Linked DNA regions of Sus scrofa: region 1 is linked to region 2. A link is a contact called in public HiChIP or PLAC-seq data. All regions are on one chromosome and are shown on one strand. The core of a region is the stretch at or near the end of the contact, and the rest is flanking DNA. Distances in the headings are between cores, read along the strand shown. Region 1 holds the start of KDM2B (lysine-specific demethylase 2B). Region 2 holds the start of SETD1B (histone-lysine N-methyltransferase SETD1B).

The links. HiChIP or PLAC-seq counts read pairs in DNA pulled down with a chosen protein or histone mark.
Region 1: an H3K27ac HiChIP or PLAC-seq map of alveolar macrophages shows a contact between it and region 2. The contact joins the promoter of KDM2B here to the promoter of SETD1B in region 2. A contact is called at or near these places in 3 of 47 Hi-C or Micro-C datasets (epiblast stem cells, heart right ventricle and liver) and 1 of 2 datasets of contacts at active chromatin or transcription factors (alveolar macrophages).

What each region holds. Positions count from the first base shown.
Region 1 is chr14:31,054,366-31,061,008 of Sscrofa11.1, forward strand. KDM2B (lysine-specific demethylase 2B) reads left to right here and starts at 2,888. Exons shown (of 24, transcript XM_021073427.1): 1 at 2,888-3,025; 2 at 4,267-4,411. The coding sequence starts at 4,399.
Region 2 is chr14:30,882,756-30,889,055 of Sscrofa11.1, forward strand. SETD1B (histone-lysine N-methyltransferase SETD1B) reads right to left here and starts at 2,837. Exons shown (of 19, transcript XM_021073231.1): 1 at 2,634-2,837; 2 at 2,332-2,519; 3 at 2,013-2,111; 4 at 1,096-1,366. The coding sequence starts at 2,505. It also overlaps a transcript of RHOF not described here.

The DNA.
Region 1 (6,643 bases), core at 1,638-4,137, 170 kb after region 2:
TCCTGGGAAGCGGGTGGCTCACCCCCTGCCCAGCCCAGAGGAAGTCTACAATTGGAGCTATCTTCTCTGCTCAGTCAACCTTTGATGAATGAAGAAATGAATGAATAGGCCAAAACAGCCAGGATCTGACTGGGCCTTTTTTAAGAATGAGCAAGAGGGTCCGGGAAGTCATTATTGTTATGTTTCAAATACAACAGGCCCAGTCTTTTTTTCCTGCAAGAAAACAAAACAAAACAAAACAACCAAACTCTCCTGAGTAGTCACCTTAAACTTCCCTCCCCTCTCTCACCTACCGGCCATTCTCTGGGACATTTACCCAAGGAAGGAGCTCAGGGGTCTTGGCCCCTCCTCCTTTGGCCCAAAATAACCTCCTCCCCCCACTTTGAGCAAATGCCTGGAATTCTTTCAACAGGAGGACAAAGCCTTTCATCTGCCAATTACTGATAAAGGGAAAATGCAAATATTGCTGGGGAAGGTGATCCATCAAGGGCCCAACATTTATGGAGTGACCACTTAGGACTAGGCGGCAGGGTAGGCATTCTGGGGGCGTCAAAGGGGAACAAACCCCCCCGGCTGGCCCATTCTTCTCTCTGGTCTGTGGTTTCCTGGCGGTTTGTAAAGGGAGGGGATTAAATTAGGTGACTACTCAACCCCTTCCCACTCTGACAGCCCAGGAACTCCCCACTGGGGTGATATATGGACTTAACAGTTTTTACACTAACGTGTCTGCCATCAGGTCTTTTCCTGACACCAGCTTTTGGGGACACCATGAGACCACATGGGGAGACAGAAAAGGGTCTCTGGGAGGAAAGGAGAATGGAGATCTAGTGTTTTATTTCCCAGTTTTGCTTTACTGCCCTTAACGCATGACCTTCCAGCCCACTGCATCCTCCTTTGAATATGTTTATCTCATTATGTTGGAGCAGCGAAGATGGTCAACATCCAAAAAAGGATGTGATGGCACAGCCAGGAGGCTCCAGTTTGAGCCCCAGCAACCTCCTTCACAAGCTGTGTGATCTTGAGTGACTGGCTTTCCCTTTCTGTTTCTTTATCTGCAAAATGAGGAATAACAAGGCTGTGTCCCTTAAAGGGTTCTGGTGAGAAAGTGAGAAGCAAATAAAACGGTCCCTGGTTCTTGGCACAGGCTGAAGGCAAAACCTTCCTTACTCCCACTAAGCCAAGGTGGGCAATATCAGCCTGGAAAAAATTTTAATGTTTGTCAGCTCGTGACTTGGATTAAGACAAACTTCAAAGGGTGGGTTAACACACACACACACACACACACACACACACACACACACAGAAAGACAGGACAGAAAACTTCATTGTGAGGGGTAAGCTGTCTCTGAAGGTGACCAATTCTGAGCTGACGGTTCACATCTGATCTCTGTTGGGGAAGCCACTTCCTCTCCACAAGTCTGTCTGATTACTGTGTTGACATGGGGAGGATATGAGGGTTACAGCAATTATCCAGGTTCAAAATTTCTCAGAGCCTCAGTTTCCCATTTGCAAAATGATGTGCTCCAACTATCCCACAGGATTCACGATAGAAGCAAAATTTAAAGTATGGGAAGTTTTTCGTGCAAAGCCTGCTCTGAGCAGGTAAAATGTTCCTTTATTGTAGCCCTGGGGCCATGCCACCTCATCCGGATCTTACCCCCAAGAGCAGGGCCTAGTTGGGCTAGAAGTTAGGGCCAGCTTTTCTCACAGTCAAAGTCGACCTGACTGTTGTTCTTGATGGACAACACATTCAGGGTTCCAGTTTTGGGGAACCCGAACCAGCGAACTAGGTTTGTGGGCAGGGAAGCATATCCAGATCTAACGATACTCCATATACGTCCAGAGGGTGCCCATACCTCTGTCAAGCAGCGCTGTAGGATTAATCAAGGGGAGCCCAAAGTTCCCCATGCCCCATCCCAGCGCCTTGCACCTTTCCACCGACTTTTCTCCTATAAACAGCCAATAAGGGCTTACCCTTCGCATGTCTGCCAGCTGCGTTAGGAGGCGCCAGATCCGATTCTCTCGGTAGTTCACTCCTGAGCATCTATTTCCTCCTCTTGGCGAGCGCAGGGACCTTTAAAAAATGTCCAACTTCTGCTCCAGGGCTTGTCGCCTAGTAAAGGTCTCCACAGACGCGGGCAGAATGAATGAATGAAAGGCAATGTCTTCCGGTCAGCTCGGGTCTGAAAAGGCTCTGCTCTGGCTGTATTTCTGTACCTGTGTGTATGTGGATCCTTATCATTGAGTCCTGGAGTTTAACAGTTGTGCAGTCCGTACAGGTATGGAGCTGCGCTAATTTCTTCCTGAGCCCCCAAATGCCTCCTCCATCGAGCAGGTCCGCTTATGGGGGCCTGGAGAAGACCCCCCAAAAAGTGGCAGCAAAGAAAAAAAAATTATATATACACAAAATGCTTTCAGTTTGGGTCGGCCACGTAGGTAACGGGGTGGGGTGAAATGAAGGAAGAGGGTTAACCCGTGGGGGCCAAGGGCAATGGGGGAAGGGATTGAGGTGGGAGGTCGTTTTTGGGGGTGCCAGACCCTGGAGGCTTTCACGCCAGCAAGCTCGGCTTGCATTTCCGCGCCTCCCGCTGAGGCCAGCCGTGCAAATCTGCACCTCCCTCCCTACCCCCTCCTCTCTCCCTCCCTCCCTGCCCCGCCATCTCCGGGATGCGCCCGCCGCCTGCAACTCAGCCCTTCCAAAAGTCAGCTCTGCACACAACTCCCGGGCGGCGGCGGCGCCTGCGTGCAGAGGCGCACTCGTGACCCAACAACAAAACAGCGATGCCAGGGCGCTAACGGCGCCCGGTGCCTCCCGGGCGCCCTCCCCTCCCCACGCCTCCTCTGGCCGCCGCCCCCGCCCCCCCCATCCCGGGAGGAGTGCCCCCACCATCACTAGCCGGGCCGCGGGCTCCGAGCGCGATCGGCAACAATGTTTACGTTCCGGGGATTATGACGTCGACGCCTCCCCCCCCACACAACTGCTGAAAATGGTTTCCTAGGACTTTGCAAACGGATCTGCTTAAGTGTTGGTGCAAAACTTTGTAGATCTCGGCTCTGGCTTGCTTTATTTATTTATTTTTTGGCTTGTTTTCTTTGGTCTTCCCTCCTTCCCCCCTCCGCCAATATGCAGGGGGCAGGAGTGTTGACAATTAATTGGTGAACTCTCCTAAAAAAATGGAGGCAGAGAAAGACTCTGGAAGAAGATTGGTGTGTAGCTTTTTTTTTTTTCCCCAAATCTGTATCTGGTATATGATAGATCTATTTTTTTGTTGTTGTTTCTTGCTGCCTTTTCTTTCCTTTTCTATATTTTGCAAGAGGACCGGAAAAAAATAATAAATTGCATGCAAAAGGAAGCAAGCAGCTTACTCCTCCAGTCCCTTGTGAGGCTCAGAGTCTCAGACACTTAAGTGGGGAGATGGTAGCGGGGGAAGGCGTGGAGGGGGGTTAAGCGGGCTCGGGGTTCGCCCGGATTCTGGGGGGCTGCGAGGCCGGGCGCTCGGCGGTGGAGGGAGGAGGCAGGGGATGCGGGGAGTGGTGGGGGAGTCTCCTTAGGAAGTGAGTGTGCGCGCGCGCTTGTGGGGAGATGAGGCAGCTGCTGGTGCGTTTTGGGGTCTCCGATGGGAGCTTTGTGGCGGGCCGTCTGCCTCTCCCCTTCCCAAGCCCGGAACCCCTCCTCCCACCTCTTCTTCTTGCACTGGCGGGCGGTCGGCGGGGGCGGCTGGGGTCTCAGTCCTTCCATTTCAGCTTTCCAGCTTCCCCGGTAGCTCGGGGGCGGCTCCAGTCTTAGAAATGCCGCCGGCCCCGGGTTCCGGCTTCCCGGCTCTGCGGCCGCGGCCGCCAGGGCTGCTGTTAGCGCCGAGCCGGGCGCTGTGGCGGCTCCTCCCGGGGCCTACAAATGCCCCGCCAGCCCGTGCGCGGAGCCCCCCTCGCGGGTTACATAACCAGGCTCTCGGCCGAGTGGGCAAAACTCAACACCTCTCGGGGGAGGGGGGGGGGAGGCGAAGTCCCCAGATATCCCTTCCATGGCCTCCAAAGATGCAGGAGGGGAAGTGCCCTGTATTGGGAGCAGCCTGACCCTGGGGGTGCGGGCCCCTCTCAGTATCCTGATTTTCAGCATCTTGGGCATTTGCGCAAAGTTGCTCCGGTCGCAAAGGTGGGGTGCAGGGGGCGCGCGGCTCCTGCACCTGTTCGATCTGGGCCCAGGATGAAAGGCGACCCCCAGTTCCCCCAATAATGTCCTGGGCTCTTTGGTTTGGGTCCCTGCAGCGCCCGATTGACCGCCAGAGATACGACGAGAACGAGGACTTATCGGACGTGGAGGAGATCGTCAGCGTCCGCGGCTTCAGCCTGGAGGAGAAGCTGCGCAGCCAGCTGTACCAGGGGGACTTCGTGCACGCCATGGAGGGCAAAGGTGAGGCGCCCCTCCTTGGGCCCTCCTCCGCGCTGCGGTCCGAGCGCACGTGGGGAGGGAGCTGCCGGTGGCTGGGTTCGTATTTCGCGCCCGCGTCCCCCATTCCAGGGGATCCGGTGACGAAACGAGGCCGAGCACTGGGGGGGTGGGGTGGGGTGGCGAGGGAGGAGGGCAGGCGGGAACGGGGGCCGGGCGTGGGCCTAGGCCCGGCCCGCGCCCACCACCAGCCCTAGGGTGGGCAGAGCCAAGGGGCCGGCGGACCGAGGGACCTGGGGACAGACTGGCGGACCGAGGGAGGGCGGGTGCGCAGCGTTCTACCCCTCCTGGAGCCGGCCCAGCTCCTTGCGCTGCACGAGATGCGGCCGCCTGGCTGGAGCGGGTCTGGGGCACCCCAAGGGCATTGGGGTGAGGGCCCCCACAGGGACTGAAGCCTCCCAAACCCGGTACCATTTCGGACCCTGAAGTTAGGACCTGGCGCTGGGGACGCCCCGGGTTATTGAGTACCGCCTTCTGCAGATGGGGTCTGCAGGTCCCCATCGCTTCGTGAGCCCTGGGAGCAGGGCGGGTGAGCTCAAAGTTGGCTGGAGCTTCCACTTAAACCTGAAGCCTTTAGCCCTGCAATCCTGACGGTTTGAAGTGGGGGCTGTAAGAGGGTTGGCCCCCCTCAGACTTCAGGCGTCCCCTGGTATTTGGAGGTGAACACTTGGGAAACAAGGTCTCTTCCCAGGCCTGAGGCCTTGAGAGCTCTGTCCTCCTTGTGGGCCCTGACAGTTTAGAGCAGAAGTCTAAGAAGCCTCTGGATTTGGGGGATGTCATTCCAGCCTGAGACCTTTCAGGGCCTGACTTTCTCCCTGACCCTGGTACTAGCAAGATGTCTGGGGGTGTCTTCCAGACCTGGAGGTGGTGCTCTGCTTTGGTTTGTAGGCCTGCAAGGCCTCCGGCTGCCTGTGGAGTTGGGGCTTTGGGTTTGCCCCTGCCTACATAGGCATCTCCCTGTGCTCTCCTGGTGTTTGTGAGTTCATTTTTTTCTCCCTCAGATATTTGGGTTTCCTTCATATTGCTCTGTTTCTATTTTGTTTATCCCCCTCTCCCCTTGGAAAACCCTTTCATCCTTCATTGAGCTGATAACTGGGGAAGCACTTCCCTCCTCCAGGTTCCGGATGATTGGCTGGGGCTGTGGGGTTAGACCCTAGAAGAGACCTTCCTGGCTTTGCATTTTTGAAGTTTCTCTTTTGTGCCCATTGCTTCCTGGAGCGCCAGGCTTCTGTGTTTAGGGGTCGTGGTGGGGGAGGGAAGAAGAAATGTCTTCCAGCCTCCAGGTCTTAAGAGTCTTGCCTGTGGAGGCAGACAGTCCAGGGGTCTAGTCTCAACTACCTTTAAGTTTCCTTTGCACAAATGGGATTTTAATTCCTCTCCTTTCTTCCCATTTTTATTGAGTCATTTGGCAGATTGTAGGATAAAACAGTATGCAACTCTTCCTGGTTGTTGGTGAGGAATTCTCTGCCCAGGATCTGAGTGTTTTCTCAGGCTCATTTGAGGAAGTTGAAGCTAACGCTGGGGGTGGACTGTGTGTGTATGTGTGTGTGTGTGTGTGTGTGTGTGGAAGGGGAGAAGGTTTCCAGCAAGGGAGATGCCTTAAGTCCGCTGTCCCGGTTCCTTTCAAAGGAGAGGGCTCCAGGGCTTTTTTGGTTGTTCATTCAGATCTTGTCCCAAAACTCGAGGGAGGAGCTGAGAAACAGAAGGAGCCCTTAGCCTGGATTTAAAATAGAAGCTTCTTAAACTTCTCTGCCTTTAAATCCTTAGGAATCCCCATTCACTGGGAGCCCCTGGGGATCTGGGCTGCTAAGGTCAGGGCTTTCCCCAGCTCCGGTTTTGTTCTCTCTCTCTCCTTTGAGTGGAGTTTCCTTGGCCTCCCCCCCCCCCCCTCAAGCTACCCCGGTGAACTGTTTCCATGGGGCAGGGGTTTGAGGGGTGGTATCTCATCTCTCTCCCTTGTGACTGGCCAGGGAGGGCTGGTGCCCTTGTGAATTGCTTCAGGTACCTGAGGATTTGGGGAAGTGAGGATTTATTTCCACCTTCCCACCTCCATATTTGTGGATATGGTTGGGTCAGATCCCCTACTCTTATAAATCGAGGAGGATAGAAACAGACTTTTGATAAGGATGCTGCGGATCTACAAGCGTCATCTAGATGGAAAACTGCTCTGTGAATTTTCTTTAGGCTTCACTCTGC
Region 2 (6,300 bases), core at 1,587-4,086:
AAGGGGGTTGAGGGGGGCTGTGGCTTGGACAGGAAACTAGCTTGTGCCCTCTGGAGGCTCAGGACTAGGGACAGGTTGGGCAAGAGTTTGTGGGATGACTGTGCCCACCCCGGAGCAGCATCCCTCCACAAGCCCCAGCAGGGTCTCAAGCCCCTAAACCTCCTGCTCACAAAACCCCTGGAAGCCACCAACCTAACCCTCCCAGGCAGGATTTCCCAGGGGACCCTGCAGGGGCTCTGGACCCAAAACTGTCTGCTCAGTCACAAGGATAGCTGGACCTCAGAGTACCTGGCACTTTCCTCTATATCTATGGGAACTTCTCCAGAGAGCCCCCCAGCCAGCACAGAGGAGGAGTCTCTCAGGACCCTGAGGGTGGGAGGTATGGCTTCTCCAGCCCAGCTCTCCCAGCAGCTGCTCACAGGCTCAGAGTGAGCACAGAGCGGGATTCCGGTGCATGAGAGATGGTGCTGTCTCTTTAAGAGAGAGGAGGGAAGACACGGTGTCAACCCTTGAGCACCCAGAGCAGCCGGCCCAGCTCTATCGGGAACATTATCAATGAAACCGCACTCTACGCCAATGGGTTCCTAATTCCTGGGGGAAGGGGCAGCATGTGAGGGAGGGGCAGTCTGGATCCCTGGAGGACTCCCCTTTTAGTGGCAGGACCAATTCTTTGCATATTTAAATGCATCCTAGTGGCTCTTTCACAGCCCCCCACAAATAAACAAACCCTGCCTCCTCTCCCAACACAGACAGCAACATTGGGGACTGTCTAAACCCAGCCACCAGGGCTCCTACAGGAGCCCATGGGGGTGTCAGCAGTGGGAAAGCCTCCGGGTGGTCCCTAGGGCTGCAGTGGCCAAGGACTGGGCACATTTGGTAAATTATAGCTTGTTTCCTAGCAACAGACAACACATTTAGCCCCACGTGACTCTACCCTCAAGAGGGGGGCAAAAGAAAAATAATGTTGTAGGGGGGCCCCCAAAGAAGAGTGAGGGGCTCCCCAACACTGCAAGAGGGATTCTGGGAGGGAAAGAGTCACACTGACAGGTCCTGCAGTTCCTCCGCAGCGGCCGCGTTGGGCGGACCTCCACTCACCTTTGGTGTCCAGCTCCACGTGGATGATATTGCCCATGACTGAAGTGCTATGCAAGTGCTGAACCGCCTCCTTGGCTCCCCTGACCGTGGCAAAGACCACTTTGGCAATGCCCAAGTGCTTCTTGGTCTTGGGGTTGTACAAAATCTCCACCTCCTCCACCTCCCCATACTTCTTGCACATGTCCCTCAGGAAGTTTTCACGGATGTTATCATTCAGCTTGGCAAATGTCACCTGCTTCGGAGGCACTGGGCCCACGTAGAACTCATCGATCTGACAGGGGACGAGGGGGAAGGGAATTTGGAGAACATTGAAACCAAAGGGAAAACACAACATTCCCCACTCGGCTGCCCTCTGAAAACAATGAAGGGTAAGTAAAAAAATAAATTTTTTTTTTTGGGGGGGAAATGCACGCGGGCGGGCCCGGGAAGCAGAGGATTAAATCGTTTGGAACGTGGAAGTCCTCTGGGTTCGAAAGGAAAGGGGAAAAAGAAACAGTTTCTCTTTCCCCACCCCCCATTCTGGCCTCCTCTCCCAGCTGCCGGGCAGGGGCGACCCCTTGGGCTAGGAAGTTGTCCCCCTAAAGCCACAAGGCTGGGGAGGGGGGCGGGTCTCCGGGGCCGAGTCAATGGGCTGTGAGGAGCCAGGTGGGGACCCGGAGCCCCCATCTGGGCGGGCAGGACACTGTATCAACGCCTAGATTACAGTTTCACCGAGTGTTATTATGTTAACAGCAGCCGAGAAGGGACACCCCTCTGGCAGCAATCTCCCCCTCTCCGCCAAAACTTCCCCGGCCCCGGCCGCCGCGGACGGCGGGAACTCAGAATCAGGCTGGGCTCGGTCAGGACTGGCGTTATTTTCGAACTCGGGGAGTAGGGAGGCGGTGGAAAGGACGCGGGGCAAAGGGGAGGGGTGCTACCTTGAATTTAGGCACCGAAAGCTCCAACTCCTTGTTTTTGGTCCAGATCCCGACGACCCGGGGATCTTCGACAATTTCCACAGGGCGGTTGCTGGACATCTGTGGGGAGGAAGAGTGGGGCGGAATGAGTGGGCTGGCCCCACTCCCCAGGGACAGACCCCCCCCCCTCCAAGCACTTGTCAAACTCCAGGACTGGGGACCCGGCTGACAGTTGGCGGGTGGTCAGGAAGGGGGGGGTGTTCCCGGACCGCTCGGACCCCTCTCCCCGGCACGGCTCGCGGGTGGGTGAGGGCGGCGGGGAGGCGCGCCGGCTACTCACCGCCAGGCTGAAATGCTGCCCATCGTAGCGATACAGTTTATGATGCCCCTTTTTCAAAGCCGGGTCAATCATCAACTTGTAACTTCTCCAATGGTGGTTCCTCCTCTCGCCCGAAGGGCCGGGCTGCGGCGGGGGCTGCTGGTGGTGGTGGTGGGGGGGGTGACTGTTCTCCATGCCGTTAACCCAACCTGAAAACGAGCAAGTTGTTGTCGTCTCCGCCGCGGCGGCGGCGGCGGCGGCGGCCGCTTCTACACACACGCTAAAGAATCAAATCGTCCAGCCCCCACCCCCTCCCACCTTACCAGCGCGCCCCAAAAGGAGCTGTCTCGCTGGCTCCCCCCAAAATAAGAATGGAGCGAGAGAATAACCCTTCCGGAGAATTAGGCGCCCGCCCGCTCGGCCACCGTCTCGGGGCGGCTGCGAGGAGCTCCTGGGGCCCCCTGGTGCGGGCTGGAGGGGCCCGGGGCACCCGGAGGACGCGGGCTCCGGCCCATGGTGCCCGCCCGGCCGCCCGGCCGCCCGGCGTGGCGCTAGCTCGCTCGATCGGCCCGGCTCAGGCGCGGGGCTCGCGGCAGGCCTGGCGCCGCCCGCCCGCCCTCCCGCTCGGCCGGGGCCGGGGCTGGGGGCTCGGGCCGCCTGGCTGCCGGCCGCGGCCTCTCCCTCCCCGAGCCGCGCTTACATCCCCGCCGGGCGCCGGCCTCCCTGCGCCGCCAGCCAGTACATGGTGTCCCCCGCGGGAGCCGAGGCCGGGGCGGCCGGACGGGGGGCCAGGAGGGGGGAGCGCCGCCGCCGCCGCCGCGGCTGCCGGGCCCGGAGCTGCTGCCGCCGCCGCTGCTGCTGCTGCTGCTGCTGCTGCCCGGGAGGCGGCTGGCGGCGGAGGCTCGGCTCCCAGTAGCCGCACATCCCACAATACACCGCTAAGGAGCCCGACCCGAGCGCTCACCCTCCTCCTCTTCCTCCTCCTCCTCCTCTTCCTCCTCCCCTCTCCTTCCTCGCCGCTTCCCCAGGCACTCTCCCGGCGGCGGCAGCTGCGCCGCCAAAGCCCCGGGCCCCAGCGGCCCCCCACCCCTCACTCGCGCGCTCCCACACTGCCTCCCCCCTCCCCGGGGGAAGGCCTTTTAATTTATTTATTCTGCTGGGACTTAGGTGGGGGGCTTGGCTGGCGGGGGAGGGGGTCTCCCCGGGCTCTACCTCCCGCGGCTGGGGCTACCCTCCGAGCTGCGGCCGCCTCGGCTTGCGCCTCGGACCTCCAAAACTGTTTGCAAACTGACAAGACCCGAGGTGGGAGCTCTGGGGAAAGGGCTGGGTTTTGGGGTGTGTGTGTGATTGTGTGTTTGGACGCTGGGAGCCGTGAGGAGAGGCAAGGCGGCTCCAAGACGAGTTGCAATCGAGGTATCTCGGCTCCGGCTTCCTCTTCTGCCCCGCGACCCCCTCCCCCCGGAGCTGAGCTGGGGAGGGGAAACCAGGATTTTAACCAAATTAGCATTCACATTCCTGGGAGGATGCAGCCCTTGCCTGGACCTGGGTGATAGAAGCATTTTTCTCTGTTTTTATTTTTGGAGAGGAGCGCCCTGTAATTGTCGAGAACACATGCTTCTCTCCCCGCGCCACCCCCCTTCCTCTAGCCACCAGCGGAGAGAGTCCCCCTTTTTTGCATTTATCTTTCCTTCCCCTTTCTTTATTAAAGGTCCGGGAGTGGCGGCGGCCAATCAGCGTGCGGCTTCCATTTTGTGAGTTCAACTCCTAGGCTCCCGGGCTTCTCGAGGACGCTTTTGCAGCCCCCTCTGCCTTTCCTGTCGGGCGGCCGAGGCAGGGGAACCGCCTCGTTGGGGCTTCGTGGTGGTGTATTTCATATTGGGGCTCTTTTCGGGGTTTGTAATTTGGCAGTGGGTAGGTAATTGGCTAGAGCAGGGCGGCAGGGCGCGGCAGCCAATGAGAGCTCGGCTTCTATAGGGCTTGAGTTATTAGACGCTGATCTCAAAACATCCTTCATCAGACACCAAGGAGAGGCCAACAGATGAGGGGAGCCATTTTTCTGCAATGGAATTAAATGGCCAAGTGGGTTTTTCCTTTGTTGCAAATGGGGAATGTTTTTCCTTTGACTCCACCATCCAGTTCAGGACGCCTCAGTGTTGTGTTTAACATTTGTCAACAGGCTAAAGGATTCACAATTGGAAGAATGAAGAAGACTTTTTAAAAAGATCTGGATTTTTCCTTATGACTTGGAATCCATCTTTGTCTTGTATAACTAGGTCATAGCACACCATTAATGTCAGCAGTTAACAATTTTGAATTCCAAAAAACCTAAGTAAATGACATATTTATTTTTTTTCCTCTTTTTTCTTGGGTGGGTGGGGGGAGCTTGGAGCTGTCTTAATCTGTATTCTCTTGACTGAACAATAAATTTTTATATATATAGTTTCCTCTATTAAACACTTAAACCTGGCCATCTTATTAACTCCTTCTGCTCTCTCTTTAACAAGGTAATGTTTTAAATGTATAGTTTTAGGACTAGCGAAATGGCAGCAAAAAAAAAATTGTGAGCAGTTGTTACTCTTTTAAGTTTTTAAAAACCTTTTACCTTGTAAGTACCCAATCCATTCTGTCCTTACGCCGCAGTGCAGTTTTCATGTTAATGTTGCTGAGATGTCCTTAATTTTCTGAACCTTCATCTGCATGTCTGTCTGTGTTGCTCTTGTCTAACATAAGCCAGTTAAAATGCTTTTAGACGTTTTTGCTTTTATAAAGCTAGGGTTTTAGCTTGAAGCTTTTGAAAATGTTTACAGCAATAAATGCTAGTCAGCTTTCTTCCCAGTAACATGTACACTTTCTTTGAAAGTCGATCTATTTGAAGAAAAACAGCTCTGTTTTTCTCTTCTTGGTAGGGGGGTGGGTGAGGGAAAGGAAGACCTCTTTGTGTAAAGAGACTAAAGCCGTCACAGGAAACTAGATTAAAACTGGAAAACAAGTCCTAGCTGGTTCAAGCCAAACACCATCGTTAACTCGGGGCTATTTTCTATGGTGGTTGGGATGGCCGGTGCGTCTTTTGCCTTTTGTTTGATTTGACTGTGTATTTTCGCCTTTTGTCTCTTAATGACGGTCACACCATTGCTATATCCAGAGCAGTAAACAGTCCTCAGCGAAGCCGCCTTTTGCCAACCCAACCCTGGAAAGTTTGCAGAAGTGGAAGGAGCAGAAAATGCCATGAGAGTGTAACTTTAAAAAGGTAACAATAACAAAAAAAGACACCACCATTCCCCCAAATATTCGCAACTAAACAATCCCCCTAAAAGATATTTTTTACAATAACACCTCCAAAACCGCCGCCCAGCTTGATCTTCCAGACTCCTTGGCACCGGGCTGAGCGGGTAAGTAAAAAAAAAAAAAAAAAAAAAAAAAAGTGCCTTTTGCCCCTTCGAGGAAATTTTTTTTTTCCCCGAGCAGGCCATGGGCTGCAAATGTTTGGGACCTGAGGGGGGAGGTTTCTGGAGCTTCAGGTTTGGCAGCCGGATGGGGGGCGGGGGGGAGGCGAGGAAGGAGGTCTCTCAGACCCTTTTCGCCCCTTCTGTCCTGCAGGCGAGAGAAAGGTCTCTCTAGCGACCTCGGACATCCATGGAGCCGCCTGCGCTCGTCCCCCTCGCTTTTCTAGGTCTGAGCCTTGGTGGGGAAAAGAAATTTAAGTGCTTTGGCTTGGGGGGGGGCTCAAAGCCGAGGATAACTCTCCTTCCGAGCCTAGGGCTTCTTTCCCTTTTGATTGTGGGAGTCTCGCCCTCTGAAGCCGGCTTTTCGGGGCTCCGGGGCGCGCCTGCGCTTCCTGAGCAAAAAAGGACAAAAGGCCGGCGTCCATGTTGGCACCATGACGCAGCATCTCCTGCAGCCCGAGCGCTGCTTGTCCTCTCGGTTGCGCTCGCTCCTCCCTCCCAAACACGAGTTTTATTTTCAGGTTCAGAGCAGAACGGCCGGCTGGGC